2 separate regions of the Mus musculus genome follow, and region 2 is linked to region 1. Evidence: chromatin contacts called from public Hi-C data. All regions are on one chromosome and are shown on one strand. The core of a region is the stretch at or near the end of the contact, and the rest is flanking DNA. Distances in the headings are between cores, read along the strand shown.

Evidence for each region. Hi-C and Micro-C count contacts between places; a contact is called where the count stands out from the background.
Region 2: a Hi-C map of cerebellar granule neurons shows a contact between it and region 1, with 2.3 times the contacts expected there. The contact joins two enhancer-like sites. A contact is called at or near these places in 1 of 39 promoter capture datasets (the 3T3-L1 cell line), 3 of 484 Hi-C or Micro-C datasets (brain, cerebellar granule neurons and granulocyte-monocyte progenitors) and 1 of 115 datasets of contacts at active chromatin or transcription factors (embryonic stem cells).

The regions. Positions count from the first base shown.
Region 1 is chr8:26,588,755-26,595,195 of GRCm38.p6, reverse strand. No RefSeq gene overlaps it. Among named protein-coding and RNA genes, the nearest start is that of Gm39149, 12 kb to the right of the region's middle. Within about 2 kb of position 3,750, at least 6 of the 459 cell types and tissues checked have an H3K27ac peak or open chromatin away from gene starts, as enhancers often do. A contact at or near this core is called in cerebellar granule neurons, where this site is marked.
Region 2 is chr8:26,675,733-26,682,985 of GRCm38.p6, reverse strand. All of the region lies in intron 2 of Gm32098 (a long non-coding RNA gene), which reads left to right. Among named protein-coding and RNA genes, the nearest start is that of Gm32098, 19 kb to the left of the region's middle. Within about 2 kb of position 1,680, at least 14 of the 459 cell types and tissues checked have an H3K27ac peak or open chromatin away from gene starts, as enhancers often do. A contact at or near this core is called in cerebellar granule neurons, where this site is marked.

The sequences.
Region 1 (6,441 bases), core at 2,501-5,000:
TAAATCAGACGATGATTGATCCTCTTCTCTCAGGCATTTTATTGGGGGGTGGCACTTGAAACACGATGCTTAAGGTTGTTGGGGCCTTTGGGCAAAGTGATTTTCCTAATGCAGGGACTATGAAATTCAAAGACTTCCTGCCACTCCGTTCTTTCCTGGAACATGGACAGGATACCTGGAGCTGCAAGGGCCACCTGTGACCGTGTTGTCAGGGGGGATGGGAGGAAAAAGAGGGAACAAAAAGCCAAAGCTAAATAATTCTAAGGCAGACATTTTGAGAACAGACAGAGCCTGCACCTCCATCAGTTGACTTCGGTTATGTGAGAAAATAAACACTTCTTTAAGTCACCCTGAATTGAGCGTTTAGTGCTCGCGGGCAAACTCAGTCTTCGCAGAACATTCAGACAAGAAGGACTTGATGCCACCTTGTTTTAACTTCTAACCTTCTGGTTGCCTCTTTTCAGCTAGTGAAACTTACTTAGCTGCTGAAGTATTAAAGAACCCCGCCATTCTTCACGGTGTAACACTGAATGGCTTGGGTTGGGCATTGGGAAAGCCTCAGTTTCCGGGAGCCCAGGCTGCCTCTCCAGCCTTCTCTGCCTGCCCTTGCCTCTCTGCTAGCCCCGTGTTTAACTCTCCTAGATCTCAGCTCACATCTGCCTCTGCTCAGTGTGTTCTTGTTTGACATCTTCTCTGCTCTAGAACGAGTTAAATTTTTTATTGATTTATTTTTCTTTCTTTTTTTTCTTGTGAGTGTGTTGGGAGGAAGAAGAGGGAAAATAAATTATACATCTCCCAAGATACGATCTGTAGTTAATTCTTAATTAGGACTGACAGATGCTTCCCCCATAATCCCATTCCCAACATGTTCTGTTTGCTTTGTTTGGTGCTGGAAGATGTATTGTGACACAGTAATGACCTTTGTAAGCTTGTCCTGGAAGTGTTATTGGCATTCTAATGATTTATTGCATGTTCCAGTTGATTACAGGGCCATTTGTCAGCATTTTATTTCTCTCTCCATAAACCTGTCTCCTGCGTCACAGGCATTTGCTGGATGAAATTTAAACAAATACAGTACACAGCTCTTATTCAACTTCTGTTTTCACTTGCAGCTTCTGAGCCAGCCCATTCTGGCCAGGAGAAGGCTTTTTATGACAGATGCTGCCCTGGCTCTCCCGGGGCTCTGTGTGAGGCTGGCAAAAGGCGATTTTCTTTCTATCGATTTGCAATTGCTCATTGTGGGAATCTGTTTCAAAGCTGAGTTGGCCAGGCTGGTAACCCATTACATGTGTGGACTATGTCTCTGGGTTTTCCCAAATGGCCATTTGGTGCCTGTTGGCATAAAAGGAAATGGCTGACTAGCCAAGGAGCTGTTATTATGTCCTAACCTCAGTCTGGTAGATTTACTTCTTAATTCCCCATAACCACAGACTCACCACAGCATCGACAGGTCCAAGCAAGCTGAAGGGACATTCAGAGAGAGTATGAGTCATGCCACCATAGCATGAATGCTTGTCCTATACTTCAATGGGTGACTTCTATTCCACCTGATCCAGAGCTTTGGAGTTACAGGGTAGTCTGGCTTCATGTTGATGTTGACATTGTTTATGTGAGTCAGGTTACCCCTTTTCAGTAAATGCCTCACAGAGGTGCTCTGAGGATAAATAAGCCCCATTAGTGACAGAACTCAGAGAGTCCCCATGAGAAGGGCTTTGCATCGATGCACAGTTACTATTGGCCTTGTGTTAGGATATCAAGTGGCAGGGTTCTAGAAAGCATGTGGCAATTGGAAATACTGTTGTCACCCTTCTTGGGAAATAGTGTGTTATGCAGTGGTCCTCTCACATTCAGTCCTTCTGAGGAAGTACCAAATTGTCTCTTGCTTGCCTGAGCCGGTTTCTAGCATTCCAAAGATGAGGTCAAGAATCTGTGCAGAGCGGCAACAGAGAAGAACGTCAACCTTCTCCTTCCAAAACCAACAAATTGTAGTTTCACTCCAGAGGGATAGCAGGGTGCTAAGAGGAAGATGGACAGGGAATGGATTGACTTCTAAACAGCAGAAATGTGCCTAGTGTCCTCTACAGCTTGGTTCTCTCTGTGTCCATCATAGTCTACTACTTTGAAGTCACTGAGACCAAAACTTCTATTGTGACCTCATAACTCTCATTTTCTTGACAGTCACCTACAATTTGCACCCTGGTCTTCTTAACCAGGGACCAGATAACCATGAGGTTGGCCTTTGTTCATCTTTCTAGGTATCTCTTGGCCAAGGTATCTCATAGAGCTTTGAACCATATTCATGCTTACTGAAACTTTATTTGTTCTATTTTCTCCTACTCTGAGTTTTCCATACAAAGACTGACAGGTCCTCCTATATAAAAACTTTTGCCCCTCCCACCATCTGTCCCCTGCACCAAGGGTTAACTCTATTGTGTCTTGCCCAGGTCAGTCTGACGTGTGGTCCTCTTCTCTTCTTTCATGGCAATGTCATAGTCCTAAAGTTTGCTCTTCTGGTCAGTTTCTTCAGAGAGATAAAGACCCTACCCTTGTTGTCTCTGAACATTTAAGATGCTGAATGCCACATGATAGTAGTTGATTGTCTAGTAAATGTTGAGCATGTGGTAGCAATGATGTTATAAATGTTCCAGGTCCCATTTTCTAGCATGATTATCCAAGGCTAGTGTTCCAGTGAGAGGAAGTTAGTTATTGAGAAGCCAAATGTGACCAACTTTCCACTAGTTGCATTCACGTGGTGCATAGTTGAGCTGGAGGAATTAGCTTAACCCAATTCTAGACATAAGAGGTTAGTTATGGGCATTTATGGGACAGCCATAACTTGAGATTGGATGGAGTAGGGAAGTATGGAAACACATAACAATTGTGTTGGTTTGAATATGCTTGGCCCATGGGAAGTGGCACTATTAGGAGATGTGGCCTTGTTAGAAGAAGTCCATCACTGTGGGGGTGGGGTTTGAGATATTATGCTCAAGTCCTTCCTGGTGTGAAATGGACCTTCCTACTGGCTGTCTGCAAAAGACCCTCCTACCTGGCTGCCTTTGGATCAAGATGTAGAATTTTTGGCTGCTCCATCACTGTGTCCACCCGGATACTGCCTTGCTTCCTGCCATATAATAATGGACTGAACCTCTGAAACTATAAGCCAGACCCAGTTAAAAAAAATTATGTATAAGAGTTGCCTTGATCACGGTGTCTCTTTGCAGCACTAAAACCCTAACCAAGACAATAATCCTCAACTGCAATTGTTCTTCAGCTCAACATTTCCTCATGACAAGAGAAACAAATGTTTGAAAATTGTGTGTGTGTGTGTGTGTGTGGAGGGGGGAATACTCATATCATCATGAAGAGATTCTTCATGATAGAATTATTCTCTTCCTGTGACTTGGAAAAATGTGGAGGATAGCAGGAGATATTAAATGGATGGGCAGAGTGGAGATGGAGTTAAGTGAAGGGCAGAGAATTATCTTCACTACTTCCCTACATGGGCCCCCTAGGGAGCAGGGCCTAGGTGGCACCCACTGGCAGGAAGAGTCACAGGCAGAAGTAGTAGGTTGACTGTTCCACTGGGGTCTGATTTCTCAGCTACTGCGAGGGTCTCAGGATAGATAGATGTGCAAAGCCATCCCCTCAGCAGCACCCACACAGGACACTGACAGTCTGTGGAGGTGACAGTGCTCTTATACACGGGGCAGAAAGGACTCTGGCCCTTGGCTCAGGGGAACAGATGGGCGAGGAGAGGGGCATCCCCAGGAGATTGGGCAGCTGAACAGCTCCCAAGCCCAGCATGAGCCACATGTAACATATGGCTTAATTTCCTCTCAAATTAGACACTTGATAAAAAAAGTTATTATATCTGTCAAATTGCCAGGGCATTTTATGGATGTGATAAACTAAGAACCACTGCTTTACAAACCTTGATGGGATGTTTCAGTACCTGAAAAACAATTTTATGGCCGCCCAGGCTACTAACAAATTGCAAATACTGATTAAGCCATAAAGTTACAACAACATTAAAATATAATGAGAGGTTATTGCATGAGGGAAAGCTTTTAAGCAACAGCCACAGCTACACTCAGCTCTCAGGTCAGCTTTGGCTCTGTCTGGAAGAGGAAGGCATTTCAGGACTGGGTGGTCCCTGCAGGGGCCAGGCCTGGCTCTCTAGATGTCTGGTGACATTTCTTCCAGGACACAGCAGAGCCCAGAGACAAGGCCTTTAATTGGAGCTTAAAGACATCAGGCTGTGAGTACTGAATATCTATGCTTTGAAAGCTAGTGACACGGAAGTTGCCAGAGAAGGAAATCCCTGTATATCTCACTTGTTCTGGCTCATGCTTGATGCTTCATGACCCTTGGTCTTCACTTCCAACAGACTCTGCTCCCAGCCTCTATGATGGGGCCCAGTCTAACACTCAGTGCTTAGCTCTTAGGAGAGAGTCATGAATAGACCTACTTTCTCCTGTTCAAAAGCTGTAGGCTGCTGAGAGAGAAGCATGAGATAATAGAAACAGATCAGAGTTTACTAGAGCCGGCCAAGTCATCCCATAATATCCACAACTAGGAGGAGAAGAGGGTGCTGTTGTTGCTCTTGGCTTCACTACACTCCAGTGAGGACAAGCTATTGGAGAATTCCCTGATCTCTCACCCAAGGAAGCAATACTTCTTGTTTGGGTCACTGGTCCAAACTTTTACCCAAGAGAAATGTCCATAGCAGTCCATCCTACCTGAGTTGGCCTCTAGCTCTACTTAACTCTAGCTTAAAACTCTGGGCCAAAGACTGTGTAAGCCAGTGAGCCCATGCTGCTCAGAGTGATGGGATTTCCTCTCCATCCTCGGACCTGCAATCATTGGTGGGCTTCACTGGATTCTCCATTTCCCTAAAACTTGCCAGCTTCTCAAAGCTGATAGTTGGCCTTTTCTTCACTCAGGGTTTCCTTTCCTGAGCCTGGATCACAGCGTAATATGGGGATGTTTTACATTTTATCCAGGGAAAAGAAGAGTGGGGATGTATACCACACATCATCTGATTGGACTAAACAGAGTTCGATACTCTCAGGAAACTTGTGTTACCAGTTGCTATGGCCCAAAGGGAAGCTTCTGACAAAACGATGGTAGAGGAATCCAGACTCAGGACTTACTGGCTGAGGGGGCTGAAGTAGGCAATTAGCATCCTGAGGCTTTAATTTTTTGTCTTTTATGCAATGTTTGTAGATCGTTTGTATTCATGCTATACATATTATTTGTGCTTATTATCATTTAAATTACCTACTCATTGGTTTCTGTGGAGGGTAAATGAGTGAAGAAATGTTAGGATGGATCTGGTCCCTTATAAAGTCCTCCATGCTTCAGTAGGCCTTACTGAGATCCACTATGGATTAGGTTCTCTGAATTTGTTAGTTTTCCTGAGCCTGAATTTGCCAAATACCCCAGGAGAGCCAAGACCTTGAGCTCTGCCTCTCTGAATTGCCCCGAACAACTGGGACTGCAGGAGTGAGTTACCATATCTGGCTTTTCTGTTTGGATTTAAATGATAATATCAGATGATAATAACTTACATTAACATCAAAATAACTATTACTAGTTTTTAAAAGGAATTATTTATTTATTTTATGTGTATGAGTACATGGTAGCTGTCTTCAGACATATAAGAAGAGGGCATCGGATCCCATTATGGATGGTTGTGAGCTACCATGTGGTTTTTGGGATTTGAACTCAGGACCTCTGGAATAGAAGTCAGTGCTCTTAATCACTGAGCCATCTCTCCAGTCCACTATTACTAGTTTTGCTTTATAAATGCCAAAACTGAGTGGGGCTTCAAGAGCAAAATCACATGACCATAGCTAGCCAATGGCAGAGTTGGAATTCAAAGGTAATTTGGTCTAATTTCTAGCATGTGAGACCATCATTTAGAGAACCTTGTGGGGCTTTGAAAGCCTCGTGTAAGTGTTGGCAGTTACCTGAGAAACTAAGAACATGTATATCACCCTTCTATTCCTCTCATCTACCCTGAAGAGCTTGGCTGCCTTACACAGGACACAAACTGCAATCCTGTCACCCTTGACTCCAGGAGCTGCTCCAACTCTTGGTTGCCTTGGGCACTAGTATGGTTAAGCCATCTGGTGGGCCACTTTGTGACAGACTGCCCCTCCTGCTCAGACAGTTCCTGTCCAAGTCCTCAGGCTCTGTGCAGCGAGCAGCATGCCTGAGAGCAGCCTCAGTGGGGATGAACAGATGTAAATTGGGAAGACAGGCAGCCCATCTTTCATCTTTCCACTGTATTGTTTGTTGGAAGGAGATGAGCAGAGTAGGAGAACAGTGTCCCCTGAGGCACTTTTTGAACTTGCAGGGTATGGTGAGGTTAGTATGCAACGAACAGATACATTGTTTTCAGAGCACCTTGCTTTTTCCTTTCTACTCAGTCACAAT
Region 2 (7,253 bases), core at 431-2,930, 90 kb before region 1:
ATCTGTTTTCTTGAGGGACATCTTCCAGCTACCTTATCGTTGTGTACCCACATAGGAGAGCGAGAGAGCACTCTGGTGTCTCTGAGGAGACGTCGAATATGTTCACACCAGCCTTCACTCTCACAATCTCATTTTTCTTTAATTACTTCTGTAGAGACACCATCTCTTAACACAGCCACACTGGAGACTTCAAGTGTTAGCTTGTTAGGGGTCTCAAGCATCCAGTTTATATGGTTGTGAGATCACAGCCCTTCTGAGGGACCCCATGCCATTTCCGTCTCCTCCTCCTGTGGCAGAGTCTGGTTTCTCCAGCTGTGATTGTCTTGTTTGAGTGACACGTCTTTCGTCTGCTCATCTCCTCCCATATTGGTCTCTGTCTGTCTTGCCCTTACACACCTTACTCCTCTCTTGCCTTTCTTTTGAGACCATTTTTGTTACTCTTTAAAAAATAGGAAGGAGAGAGCTTTTGGGGTGTGTGGTATCCCTGGCATGGGTTTCCCCTTGACCTTTTATATGTGGAAGCTGAGCTGAAAATACTGAGACATTGAACCCAGGCATAACCTTAGGAGCCCTGGTGTCCTGAAGAGCTGCCCTGGGTTTCTCTGAAGATTGCCTCCCGCCCTTACCTGTGTGCCTTCCCCTCCAATCAAAGGCTCTCTAGCTCATCAGATGTAGGTAGAAGGGACCTTCTGGTCTGCTTTCCTGGGAATCCTGTCTCTGTTGTAGAGTGCCCACTCTGGTCTTCTACAATAAAATCATTTTGAAATCTTAATTGCAACCCCACACAAACCAGAGCAGGGACTGGCCAGGGGACTCACAGCAAGTAAAAACTGGGGGTTGTGACTTGAGCTCCTTTGTCTTTTTGGTTCTGCCCTGTCTCAACCCTTAGGTGGGTCACGTTGAGGGGCAGGCAGGTGTGGCCTTGGTGCAATAGGACCCATTGGCAAGAGTTTCTAGTCAAAGGACACACAGGCATTTAGGGTCCTCTATGTGGAGGAAGATATACCAGGGTCCACTGTATACACACACAAAATCCAAGCCCCTGAATGCGTGGGGGATGGGATACGTCACACAACTAGATTCTGGCTCTCTGTGAGTCATGTATGAAGTATTGAAGCTAGAAGTATGAAAGAAAGATTTCCTTACCACAGGCCCTTCTCTCTCTGGGTATCCAGGGTCTGCTTGCTACTGTTCTTTTCCCCACTGCGAGACTTCTGGAAAATGAACTCTTTGAAGCTGTCTCATCTATAGGAAGGTAAAATCCTGTGTTGTATGTCTTAAGAGATGGCTGAGGGTCCTTGAGTCTGTTAGCCATTGTCCTCAAAGTGCTGTACCACAGCAAGTACCCATAATGAGTGAAAAGAGCAACCATCCCTTCTCACTGCCTTGCAGATCAATCAGATGGTTTGGGCTGTGGGTAAGCTGACCCAACTTCGGGTTTTGTGGGTCTCCTCCTGGGACCAGTGGACTAAAGTACAAAAATCACAAGTGGAAACAAATTGTCCAATCTAGATCAAAGCAGATTGCATGTCCAAGTCAAGAGTCAATAGGATCCACCCAAAGTAGGGAGCCCTCTTACCAGCTATGAGGCAAAAAACCACGGCGAGAAGGAGAAGATGGATTGTAACACAGTGCTGAACTACTCAACACCTCCTGGTAGTTAGCCAGCAGACCAGAAGGGGAGGAGTTGGCTCAGGCCAGGCTTGTTCTGCAAGGGAAGTTGGGCTACAAGAGGCAGGCAAAGAGTACACTCTACTCTTCCCATCCCAGAGTCCTCTGTCCTCGTCCACACTTGCTTCCAGCTTGGTCAGACCGAGTGTCTACAGAAATGCTTCCTGTGCCCAGAGGAGCACAGATTGTTTTAATGCGGCTGGAAACTTCCAACGTCAGAAACACAGGGAAGACAGCCGTTAACTCTGCAGGAAGCACAGCCCGGCTTCCCAGTGATGTCAGAATGTTTGTGTCTTTGTGTTTCTGTTTGGGCACATGGAACACGTGAGGATGGGTGGGCGGCTGAGTGGGAGCGCGGAGGTCTGTGTTTGTGTGCATGTGCGCTGTGTTCATGTTTTTGCCAATATGCCTGTCTCAGTCATGCTCAAAAATCTGTCTTTGTAGGCTGGGAGCAGAAAGAGGTTTTCAAAATTAGACAATATTATCACCAAATAGTTTTTGTTTTTTTAAAGAAATGAATTAAAAGGATCAGACCTCTTCCAAATGCTCTAAGTCAGGGATATGTGTGTGTGTGTGTGTGTGCGTGTGTGTGCATACACATGAATGTATGTATGCATACATGCATCTATCCCCTGGGCTGTATTTGGAGGTAGAGTATAAATAGATTGATGTCTTTCACCTCAGTTTCTCTGGTTCTATTTCTGCTGCAACTAAAATGATTTTTGGTAAGTTATCTTAGAACTCACACAGATGTAGAAAAACTGCTTGTCTTAATTAGTTACACATTACTTCTAATAATAGACTTTATCTATCTATCCATCTGTCTATCATTTTTAGGCCATTTGAGGATCTACTTTTCCATAGGTAGGGAGCGGGGAGTACAGGTTGGCCAATGCTGTTGTTGTCTTTCTGATGCAGTCTCTGGGTTTAAATCCTGCAGCAATGCACAGTTGGGCAGATTGGTTCTTGGTGAGTACCCCACCCCTGGTGCCATCCCTTAAAAAAATACCTCAGACACACATATGCATAAAGGAGATGGTAGATTAGGTTACCTGGGAAGGCAATACACAAATGTACCTTCACCAGAAGATTAACGGATGGTTGCAGGGAGTTGCTGATGAAGGAATTTTGTGTAAGAGCAGGCCCTAGCTGCTGGGGCTCATCTGTCTCTGCTGTCACTCTCCTGGTGACTGCCTGTGCAGCAGGGAACTATCTGGGCTCCCCATATTTGCCTCCCTCCTCTGCTTTCCCTCTCTGCAGGAATCCCACATCACTGAGACCCAGAGGCAGAACTCTCTAGCGGAGGGGAGCCAGGAGAAAGGCTGTTAAGGTCAACTGTTTTTCTGTCTATCTGTCCTGTGCCCTTGTCTGACCTCTTAAAGTCACCTTCACAGTCTTTGGAGATTTAGAGCTATACCAAGGCAGGTCTAGCAAAAGTGAGTAGTGCCTTTTTTGGCAACCACTCATTGGTGACCAGCACTTCGATCAAAATCTCTGCCTAGAAATCTCATGTTCCCATGTGATGGGGAGCAAAGGGGCAACACACACACACACATGCACACATGTATACACATACATGTATACATACATACACACATGTACACAAACAGGTATATACATACTTTTATAACTCCATACTTTCTTCTTGAACTTAAAAGCAACAACTACCAACCTCTCCAAATAGTTTTAAGATAATGGGCACTCACCTTTTATACCACATTTTATCTATCTTTGAACAAAGTCAATTTCTGACTTACGTTGGTCCCTATGTCCATTGAAATATCAGACATTAAAAATGGGTTGGAAACTCCTAAGTTGCCAACCATTCCAGCTGAGCAGCCGTACAGTAGAGTATAGAGTATACATAATGTTCCCCATGATCACAGGGTTGCCCTGAGCTACACTATATGCAGCCACCCAGCGTGGATCTCACTGAACACTGTAGCTTGGAAAAATACCCAAAAAAACAGAATACACCTTCCACTTAATGTTATCACTTTCACATCATGCAAAAGCAAAAGAATCCTAAGTGGAACCATCACCAGGAGACCCAGTGTGCCAGGAAGATGGACAATGTCTGATGGCCTTAACTTACCGCACAGTAGAGACTTGCTTTGCCTTATCTGTGTAGTGGGACCCCTGGCAGCAAACAGGTTCATAACTCCTTTGTGCTTAGTGCTGTGACTGTCCAAGTCCAGGGAGGGGACTCAGCTCTTCCAGTGAGTGGAGCTCACCAATGATCAAGAATACTTATTGAATAAACAAGTATATCCTAGGAGAGTCACTTTTCTTATCAGTTACAAACAGGGCCCCAGTCTATTGTGTTTCTTGTAGGACCATCTAGAAAGCCGGCCTTGTCCTTCTATCCTGGTTTTACTGTCTAGGAGCTATTTCTGCTTTTTTGTTTGTTTGTTTGTTTTGTTTTTTGGCAGGTCTCATCCTTTATAGGAGGACATCATAGTTTGACGGACTCCACAGTCTTCGGTGTCAGTGTGCTGGTGGGTGAATGCTTCCCTTAGCTCAATCACTGGAAAGTCTAGTGGGGAGAAAGATGACATGTAGTAGAGATGCAGGCACTTGAAAAAGTTTTGCTTCCTGAGAAAACCACTATGCCCATTGACACCTATGCACCATACACAGATGGCTTCAGCCGTTCAAGGATTTGACAAATCTTGGATCAAACATATCGCTAGACCTTTGATGGTTGTGCCTGTGTGGGGTGTGGCTAGACTTTTCACCTTGCTATCATTCTCTAAGTTGTTCAGCATAAAAAACTACTTACATAGTATTTACACATGGGGTACTATAATTAAGGGAGAGATGGTTTACAGAGGAATGTGTTCGATACTATGCCGTGTTCATAAGGGACTTGAGTAGTAACACACTGGGCATCGTCAGAGTGGGACTATCCATAAATCACCTTTCTTCAGTTTGATACAATCAAGTATGGTCAGTGGCAGACCCCAGTCACTAGGCCCCATGATCCCACACACATCCAACTCTGTCTTCCAGACCTGGGATACAGAAAACTATGAACATGGGACTCTGAGACTACTTTGCATACGAATTTCAAAACACTTCATCAGGGCTATGCTTGCTGCCATCTCTTCTGTGTGTAGACTTCTGTTTTGATCCCAGTGTGAGCAAATAAAACAATGGTTGCTAGTCCACCGTCCATGAAATCTCGTTCTTATTTGCTGAACACTCTCCAGGAAGCGCATGCGTGCACCCACTGAAGCTTGGGACTATGAGCATGTGCGCACACACACACACACACACACACACACACACATACACACACACAAGTTTTCATATTAGTTTCCCGAGTTCATGGATAAAGTCCAGAGCTGCCAAAGCTCCCACTACTTTGCCATGTCACACTAATAGCTTCCAGATCCCATCACATATTAAATTCATGCGGCTTCAGCGAAGCCATCTATTTAATGCAGTTTGCTAAATGCCTGCGCAGCCCCGCTGACAGTGACATATTAGTTTTGCAGTCTTTTGCAATCTGATATCTCTGAATTTGCCACCGTACTAAAGATTTGATTAATGTGGTTCCATTTGGATGCAGTAATTGGCTGCGACTGTTGTAGAAAATAATCAGGCTTTCATTCCTTACAAGCGCACGGACATGCTAATGAGAGAGTGGGTTAATTAAGCCCGCGGCAGAAAGCGACAGTTACTGATGACTGTTGTGACAAACCACCGACTCGGCATTTGGGAGCAGGACAGCAAATTTGCACTTTATGAAATTACAGGAAAACTAGGACATAAGGAATAAATAGTTACATCTGTTTGGTGAAAGGGGGGAAGGGGCGGGGAGAAAGAAAAAGGGGCGCACAAGGAAAAAAAAACAGGCGGAAGACAGCTTCCCCAAGACAGGGCTTGGGCTGCGGAACCCAGAAGGCCTTGAAGAGTTGTGTGTCTTAGTGGCTACATTTCTTGACCTTGTAATGACAGGCAGAATGTGATGAGCCCAGACAATCAACTGAAGTTCGGACTTCACAAAGGACCAACTACCTTGAGACAGACAGACTTGGGCAGAGAGGGAGGTTTAGGTCAAGGTTGGGAGGAGAGCAGATTGATCGGGGATCGTTCACCTGTGGCAAGTGGCTCTGTGGAAAAAGCCCGGGGGTCAGACTGTGAGGGTGCAGTCAGCTTCAGCTCTTGGGAGAAAATGTCAGTAATGTCCAGGGTGACGCCACCACCTGTTTCATTCACTTACTTATTTTCAGATCATCGTTTCAACTCACCTGTGTTTCTTAAGTGCTTCATGCGTTTGAAGTTGAGTCTTGCAGTCAGTGCTAGGCTCCTTGGGAATGGTTTGCTAAGCTCTTCCCGGTCCCTTGGTTCCCTACATTCTCCTATAAGGCTCTGAGAAGTTATTGTCCCTTTCTTAGAGGCATGCTCAACATGTGACCCATGGGCTTCGTGGACCCCAGGACAGCTATGGATAAAGTCCCACACAAAATCACAAACTTACTTAAGATGCTTTGAGATTTTGTTCTGCAATGTTTTGTTTTGTTTTGGTGATTCAGTTTTTTTAGTGGTTTCGAGCATGGACTTTGTAGCTAACAATGTCTAAAGGTTAGACATGCCTGCAAGACATTTAAGCATCGAGGGAAGGGGATTCCTGTTTAGTCTTCTGAGCACGGATTCATAATCACTTTTTCTCCCCCTGTACTGGGTCCCCAGGACTTCTGTGATGAAGCATAGCCTGACCTAATAACCCTTCATGTCAGTCTGAATTCAGCTCCACCCCAAAACAACGAACATCACCAAGCACAGGTTAGACAGTACTATCAGGGACACCGAGGAAGGAACAAAGTCCAGTACTTTATCCATACCCTTCAGCAGCTTATAGTCCAGTAGCTATATAGACAAGACATTAATTGTGACCAGTGCTTTCCGGGACTACTCACTTCTGTCTGCTGAGGCCCTGAGGGTCTGATGGACTGAGCAGGAGGAGACAAAACGGGCTCAGGCACCTGAGAACAAATGTCAGAGACCTCAATGTTTCAGTGTCCCTTAAGGAGCATGGTAGGTGAAGGGCATTATGGGGTTTGTTTTTATTTTGTTGTGTGAGGCTAGACCTGTTCCAGGTCTTGTTGGAGGCACGAGAACAAACTGGAAACCAGAACTGAGGTTTAAGACCAACCTAAGCTGGGTGAGGAAGGCCATGGGACTCTGATCAGGCACATGGTCTGGAGGACCAATGGGGTGGATCCTTCCCAAGTGGCGTTGCAGTTCACCTGGAACCACTTTCCCAGCCTTCTCCTGATCTCAGAGGTAAGGGCATCAGAGATCCTGGAGGGAACAAGCTAAAGGGGGATAACTGACAGTCAGAGGACTTGCCTCTGTGTGGAGCCTCCTCAGCCACACCCAAGAGATGCAAACATGCAAAACAAGGGGAGTGCTCTCTGCTCCCTTGCTTAGGCAATGACACTGAGCAAGACTCACTTTTAGTCACAAGCTTGTGGAATGTGGTTCCATTCTCCAAAGCCAGTCTGTGGGTACGAGTGCTAGGAGACCTGTAGCTGCAGCACAGGCAGGGTGGGAGCTCATGGGGAAGTCATCAG